Regions from separate parts of the Mustela erminea genome. Here region 1 is linked to region 2. The links are chromatin contacts, called in public Hi-C maps. All regions are on one chromosome and are shown on one strand. The core of a region is the stretch at or near the end of the contact, and the rest is flanking DNA. Distances in the headings are between cores, read along the strand shown. Region 1 overlaps GRK5 (G protein-coupled receptor kinase 5). Region 2 holds the start of GRK5 (G protein-coupled receptor kinase 5).

The links. A called contact is a pair of places that touch in the nucleus more often than the background predicts.
Region 1: a contact with region 2 is called in a Hi-C map of fibroblasts, with 2.3 times the contacts expected there. The contact joins the enhancer-like site here to the promoter of GRK5 in region 2. A contact is called at or near these places in 2 of 3 Hi-C or Micro-C datasets (fibroblasts and spleen).

What each region holds. Positions count from the first base shown.
Region 1 is chr14:80,569,831-80,573,099 of mMusErm1.Pri, reverse strand. All of the region lies in intron 2 of GRK5 (G protein-coupled receptor kinase 5), which reads right to left. Among named protein-coding and RNA genes, the nearest start is that of GRK5, 110 kb to the right of the region's middle. Within about 2 kb of position 1,504, the one cell type or tissue checked has open chromatin away from gene starts, as enhancers often do. A contact at or near this core is called in fibroblasts, where this site is marked.
Region 2 is chr14:80,457,138-80,460,422 of mMusErm1.Pri, reverse strand. It overlaps GRK5 (G protein-coupled receptor kinase 5), which reads right to left and starts at 1,260. Exons shown (of 13, transcript XM_032312596.1): 1 at 864-1,260. The coding sequence starts at 915.

The DNA.
Region 1 (3,269 bases), core at 255-2,754, 110 kb before region 2:
CGTGAACCTTTCCATCCTGCACAGATGCCTCTGTTTCCCTTCCCTACCCCGCCTCTGGGCCCTTGCCACTGAGGAAGAACATGTGACAGCTGCCCACTTTCACATGGCTGTCACTCAGCATCATGTGTGTGCTTTCTGCCCTGTCTTCCCAACTTCCCTTCCCTGAAGAGACCTAACTGTCCTTACAACCCCCTTGGGGGTCCCCTGGGGGGCCTTGCCCAGAGTGAAGGCTGAACAGGGGTTCATGGTTGGGATTGGCTATCACCCCACGTGTCTGAGTTCATTAGAGTCCCTCCTGCCCAGAGGCAGGGGGACGGGTCACATGGCCTTTGTTGTGGGGAGAGGGTCCCATCCTGATCTTCTAGGTCTGCAGGGAGTTAGTCAGTAGAGCTTTGAGGGATAGAAGTGGGACTAAGGGGGAAAGGGTCATATCCGGGTTACATAAAGCAATAAATGTGGCCCAGCCCGTGTTGCCAAGAGCCACTCCTGAAAGCAGTTCTCCACCACCTGGCAGCTCCCCAGATCCCTGGCACAGAGCACGCACATAACAGAATGAATGAACAAATGAATGAACAGATAAACTTAAACCCAGCAGGACCTGGCAACCGCCACTCACAGGGAAACCAAGAAACAGAGCTCTGAACTGAGCAGGACTCTTGCTGACAGGGACAATGACGAACAGCAGTGATGACGAAGCAGTGGCCACGCTGGAGGGCTCACTGCATGCCAGGCCCTCAGCAAGACCCTCCCTGTGCAATTCCTCATTTGATCCTTGCGACAGGCCTATTCCCATTTTGCAGGTAAGGAGACTGAGGACTGAGAAGGTAAAGCATTTGTCCAAAGTCACAATCAGTAAGGAATAGAGGCTGGTCCAAACCCAGCTCCCTCTGACACCAGAGCTCATGCACTTCACTGTTGTCCCCACCCCAACTTAACGGAGCTGGGTTAGCCCTTCAGTAGCTTTGTCCCTGAGGCATTAGCACAGGGCCTACAGCCCCCGCACTCCAAGACCTGATGAGGGAGTCTTCCGGCAAAGCCATTCTCTGTGCCCTGCTCTGCCCCAAGCTGAGCTCAGCCAGAGTCCTGGAGCAGCACTTCTTGGCCCATCTCTGCCTGGCCAGTCAGGCTCTGACAGCCGGAGGGGCCAGCATGGTGGCTGGAGTCATGAACCCCCTCTTACCTCTCCCGTGCCTCCCCCTCATGTCTGCCAGGGCACAGCAGGGGAGAGGACAGGGCCCGTTTAAAAGGACTCAGAGAGAAAAAGAAGACCCATCAGCCATCATTCTAGGACTTGGGAAGATTAAGATTGTTTGTATTCCATCCCCAGAGGAGAACAAAAACATCTGAGCAATCAATGAAAGAAAATTAAGATTGTAAAAGGGCCTGGCACAGAGACACTGGTGTTGGGGGCCGGACATGGCAGTGGATGATGGAAGCCAGTCATCAGACTGCTGCAAGGGTAAGGAGTCATCAGACTGCTGCAAGGGTAAGGAGTCATCAGACTGCTGCAAGGGTAAGGAGTCATCAGACTGCTGCAAGGGTAAGGAGTCATCAGACTGCTGCTGGGGAGGTCCGCAGAGAAGGCTTCCTGGAGGAAGTAACCTGCAAGGTTGAGTGGTTTACCAGGCAGAATTAGGGAAGTGCGTTTGGGAAAGGCTTGGAGAAGGGAGGAAATGCGAGGGAGTGGCTGGGTAGGGGGACAGGTAGGAGCCGGGGAAGCTGGAGCAGTAAGCAAGGGCAGGTAAGGCAGGGCGTGGTCCGCTTCAGTAAGACCTTAGGGCTCCAACTTGACCACCACAGAAAGTCACTGCCGCAGGTGGTGGCACGATCAGATGGACGTTCTAGAATGAGCTTCCTGGCTGTTGTGTGGAGCCTGGTTGGACACGGGTGAGTCTGGATGGAGTTGAGGGCAGGGGAGACCCGGGAGTTCAGGCAGGAGAGGAAGGTGGCCAGGGTGAGGGAAGCAGTAGGGGTAGGGAGAGAGGAGCCACCTCCAGAGATAGTATGTATGCAGAGTTGCCTTGGAAAGGGATTAACCATGTGTGCTGGGCAGGAGAGGGCAGGCAGGGAAAGGGAAGCTCCCAGGTCTCTGGGCCATAGGAGGGAAGGCAGTGATTTTCACCAAGACCAGATACAGGGGCAGCTTTAGAAGAACGGATCGCCGCTCTTCAGGGCGACAGGAAAATTCCTTTACGCACTTGTCTTCCTGAAGGGTCACATGACCACACTGAAAAGCACCAGTGGGGGAGGCCTGAACACCTCAGTCTTCTGCCTCCCAGTCCCGTGGGGGATCCTATAGCCGTCTATGTCAGTTTTTAAAGATGTCTGGTTTCGGGGCAGGGAGACCCATGACAGGGGGGACAACTCTCTCTCCGTAAGCAGAACAGACCATGACAGGGCCGCAGACCAAAATGCTCACGGCGGTGAACTTACTGGCAATTTTTATTTTCCACTTTTTAGATTACATTTTGGCAGTTTTATCAATGGATGTATTTTACTTTGTAAGGAATGGGGCGCCTGGGGGCTCAGTGGGTTGAGCCTCTGCCTTCGGCTTGCGTTGTGGTCTCAGGGTCCTGGGATCGAGCCCTACATTGGGCTCTCTGCTCAGTGGGGAGCCTGCTTCTCCCTCTCTCTGCCTGCCTCTCTGTCTGCTTGTGATCTCTCTCTCTGTCAAATAAATAAAATAAAATCTTTAAAAAAAGAGATAATTCTAAAAACAATTTTTAAAGATGATAAAAGGACAGCACAACTGTGGAACACAGAAACACCTGCCAGCGGTGCTCCAAATGCTTCTCGATTTTGCATGTTCCTCTCTGACATGGGCTGGAAAGGGCCACAGCTCGGGGCCGGCAGCAACCCAGACCCACAGGAGCTCTTGAAGGGATAAATTTTTTGTTGTTGTTCTTTGGTTATTTTAATTTTTTTTTAATTTAAACGTTTATCCTGGCCCCAAATACCCTTCTACCCACATTTTTTTCTTCTCCCTCTCTTGGGTGCTAGCTCCAAGGTGCCCCGAACAAGGGGTGTTTAATGCACTGAGGCGGACACCGGGGGACGTGCTGCCAAGGCGTTGCTGAACAGACGGAGCCCGGGAAATAAATTCTGTAAATAGAGTCTGGGCAGAGACCATTAAAAGTGTTGTCCTAGTGTCTCTTTATGGGGCAGAACGCTGTCCTGCTCAGGCGGCCGCGGGTCAGCTGGACTCTTGTGCTGGTTTGAGGTCCCCCGTTGCTGTATAAACTAGCTTGTTTTTCCCATTTTCGGCGACG
Region 2 (3,285 bases), core at 11-2,510:
TTCCGTCTCATGGAAGAGTTAAAATGTGTGTTTACAGCTTTGACTTAGGCTCTTACCCACTTCGTTTTGACGATATTTCCTGCCAGCTAAACGCAGGAAATCTAATAATTAGCACCCAAAACGCATCTAAGCACCCAGCACACTTACCTTTCTTTTCTTAACTGAACCGAGATCAGACAGTTTAGTTATCTCTTCCTCCCATCACCAAAGGGGGGGGGGAGCCAACTCTGAAATTCTGAATTATTTTCTAGGTGATTTGTACAGCCATATCTCCCGTAATTCTATGAACGGGCTAATTCCTTAACATCTCACTTTGCCTTTAAAAGGCTTCCTTCCACACGACGGGATTTCCCTAAGAAACATTCCCAGCGGATGGTTTCCAGCAATAGCCTATATCAACTCAGCCTGCGCAAGCAAAGACTTGGCTTCTGCTAATTCCACCCCCCCACACCCGCCCCAACACACACACCGATTCACACTCACAGAACCATCCCGGGCCGACTCGAAAAGCTATTTTGTTTGCATGTTTGCCCATCTCTTCCTGAATGAATGCTTTTCCAACTGACCTTTCAACAGCTGCCGAGATGGCAGGGTCTGTAAGGTTAGAGCCGGAAACTAAGGGAGATTTTAGCATCTTAATCCCTGCAACCTCGACCTTTCTGCTTCTCTACCCGAGTCCATATTCTCGGAGCCCAAGGGCAGGACCCCTGAAGCGTTTGCAGAGCAGCCCTCCGAGGTGTCCTGCTCGCGACCAACTCACTGCGGGCATCCTGCACACGCACAGCCCCAGCCTACACGCCGCCCGACGCCCGCACCCTGGCCCGCGGCGAATACGCCAGGCACGCACCAGCCCTGCCTCTTACCTTCCCTGGCTTTCAGCAAGACCGTGTTGGCCACGATGTTTTCCAGCTCCATTGACAGTCGGCGGTCAGCGAGGGAGCCTGCCGGCGGGGCTGTCAGCTGCTGGGGGTGCTGCCGCTGCTGCTGCCGCTGCTCGGGCTGCCGCCGCTGCTGCCGGAGCCGGGAGCCGGGAGCGAGCAGCCCGCCTTGCCTACCGCATTATTCCTGCTCTTATCCCTCGGAGTTTTCCCCCTCTGCAAAGAGGAGCCGCCGCCGCCGCTTCTTCCTCCCTCTGTGTCCCCCCTCCCCCCTCCCTCAACAGTCTCCCCCCCACCCCCCACCCTCCGCGTTTCTCTGTCACTCCATTCTCCACCCCTCCGGCTCCCTCCGATGCTTTAATGCTTCGGATGCTTCTGCCTCCCCTCCGTCCCTCCCGGGGGTGTGGTACTAGCAGGCTCGGGTGGTCGCACTGCGCAGGCGCCAGGCGGGCCGCGCCTCCTGCCTCGGCGATCGTGGCGCGGGGCCTGCTGGGACTTGTAGTCTTGCGGGCGCGCCGCCTGAGCCGGAGTGGCGCGCGGGCTTCCTGACTCGGAGACCTGCCCGGGCGGGGACTTGCACCCGGACTGAAAGCGCACGTGGCCCGGGGAGGCTAGGGGTAGCCCGGGGAGGCCCGGGCTGCGAGGGGCAGCGGGCGAATCAAAGGCGGCCCGGCCGAGCCGTAGCCCCCAGTCCCGGGGCCAGGCTCCCTCTGGCCCGTTTCCCGCCTTGCCGAGAGCGGGGAAAGCGAAGTCCACAGGCCACGGCGGCGGCGGGCGAAGCGCCGCGTTCCTGCAGGAGCCGGTGCGGGTCCTGGCAGCCCCTCGGGGCGTGCTCGAGTGGGAGGAAGGTCAGCCTGGGGGGCGCTGCGCACGCTGAGGCCGGCCCGTGTGCGCCGTCTCACACGCACACGTGCCGGGACGCTGACAAAGGTGTACTTTGTTTCCTCCGAGGGCGCGAAGGGGTCTGCGAGTCGGCGGCCTCCCCGCGCTGGTGGCCGTGCGGTCCGAGCGCCCCCTAGTGGCCGCGGGGGCGGCTGCGCGGCGGCGGGTCCACGCGGACCGCGCCCCCCTGGGCTCGGGACCGCCCCCGCGCGCCTGGCGGGCACTCGGGGGATCTGGGCGTGGGAAGCGGCTCGTTCAGCTAATAAAGTGCCTTCCGGCAAGCGGGGCCCGTGAATTCACGACCCTCATTACAGTCAAATATTACGGGTTAGAAGAAGGTACCGGAATCGCCCGGGTCGGCCGTGGAGAGCGGTAATGAGTAACCACGCGGAGCCCTTGTTGGAAAGACGCTTTCAAATGACGGGTTTATTTATCTTGGGGCTCTGAGCGCCTCTCCGCGCTATGCTCAGAACATGAGATTTCAGAACTATTCCGCCTCTCTTGCTTGCTTTCTTTGAAGGTCCCACTCCTGGGAAATGGGGAGTCCCCCGAGGTCTGCGAGGCCTACGGGAGGTGGGGGAGGGGCGGCTGGCCCCAAGGAACAATGAGGCCTTTGCCTCCTCTGCATCCTGCGGGCCGGATATCCGCTCAGAAGCGGCTCTGGGCCCTCTCTGCTAAAAAGGAGGAAACCTTCTGTCCCCAGGGCTGCCAGGAAGTGCCAGGGAGGTGCTGGGAGAAACGGAGAACAATTACTACACATGGGAGAATGTGCAGAAACCAATACTTTCGAAGCCTTGGAAACCAGAATGGGCGCAGATTTTAACAGCACAGAAATGTCCTGTTCCTGATGCTATATACTCACCACTGCCGCCGCCACCGCTTCCTGGTGTGTGGATTTAGGTCAGTGGGTCTCCCTGGGCCTGACTTATCCCGTCTGCAGAGCCGGGACAATCACAGTTTGCCTGCAGATGACTTTTTAGGAATCTTCCACTCCAGGAATTACTGTCCTGAGCAACGCAGGCTTCATCTTGACTATATATGCACCCAGAGCCCTAACTTATAACGATAGGGTATTTCTCAGAGAGAATCCTAGAGCTGGCAGCGTATCAGAGCTCGACAACTACAATGGTCACTTGCTACTTAACCGGGAGCCTAAGGCCTGCTGTAGCCCAAAGTTTTTGTGGCTAACATAAAAGCAAAACAAAACTAAAGCTGAATGCCTTTTAGGTGGTTTGTGCCTCATGGCAGCCTTCCTAAACTTTATGTACATATAGATTACCTGGGGATCTTGTTAAAATGCAGATTCTGTTCCACTAGGTGGGTCCTGAGATTCTGATGTTTCTAACAAACACCAAGGTTCTGTCAATCCTGCGGGTCAGTGGACCACACTTTTGAGTAGTAAAGGTCTACAGTTAGTCATAACTCCCCACCACTCTATGATCTCTCTCCCAGCCCAAGTCCCCAGTGATTGCCTAAGTTTACCTAATTGATCTCTACAAATTTTGAGTTTGCAACTCTGGAAAAT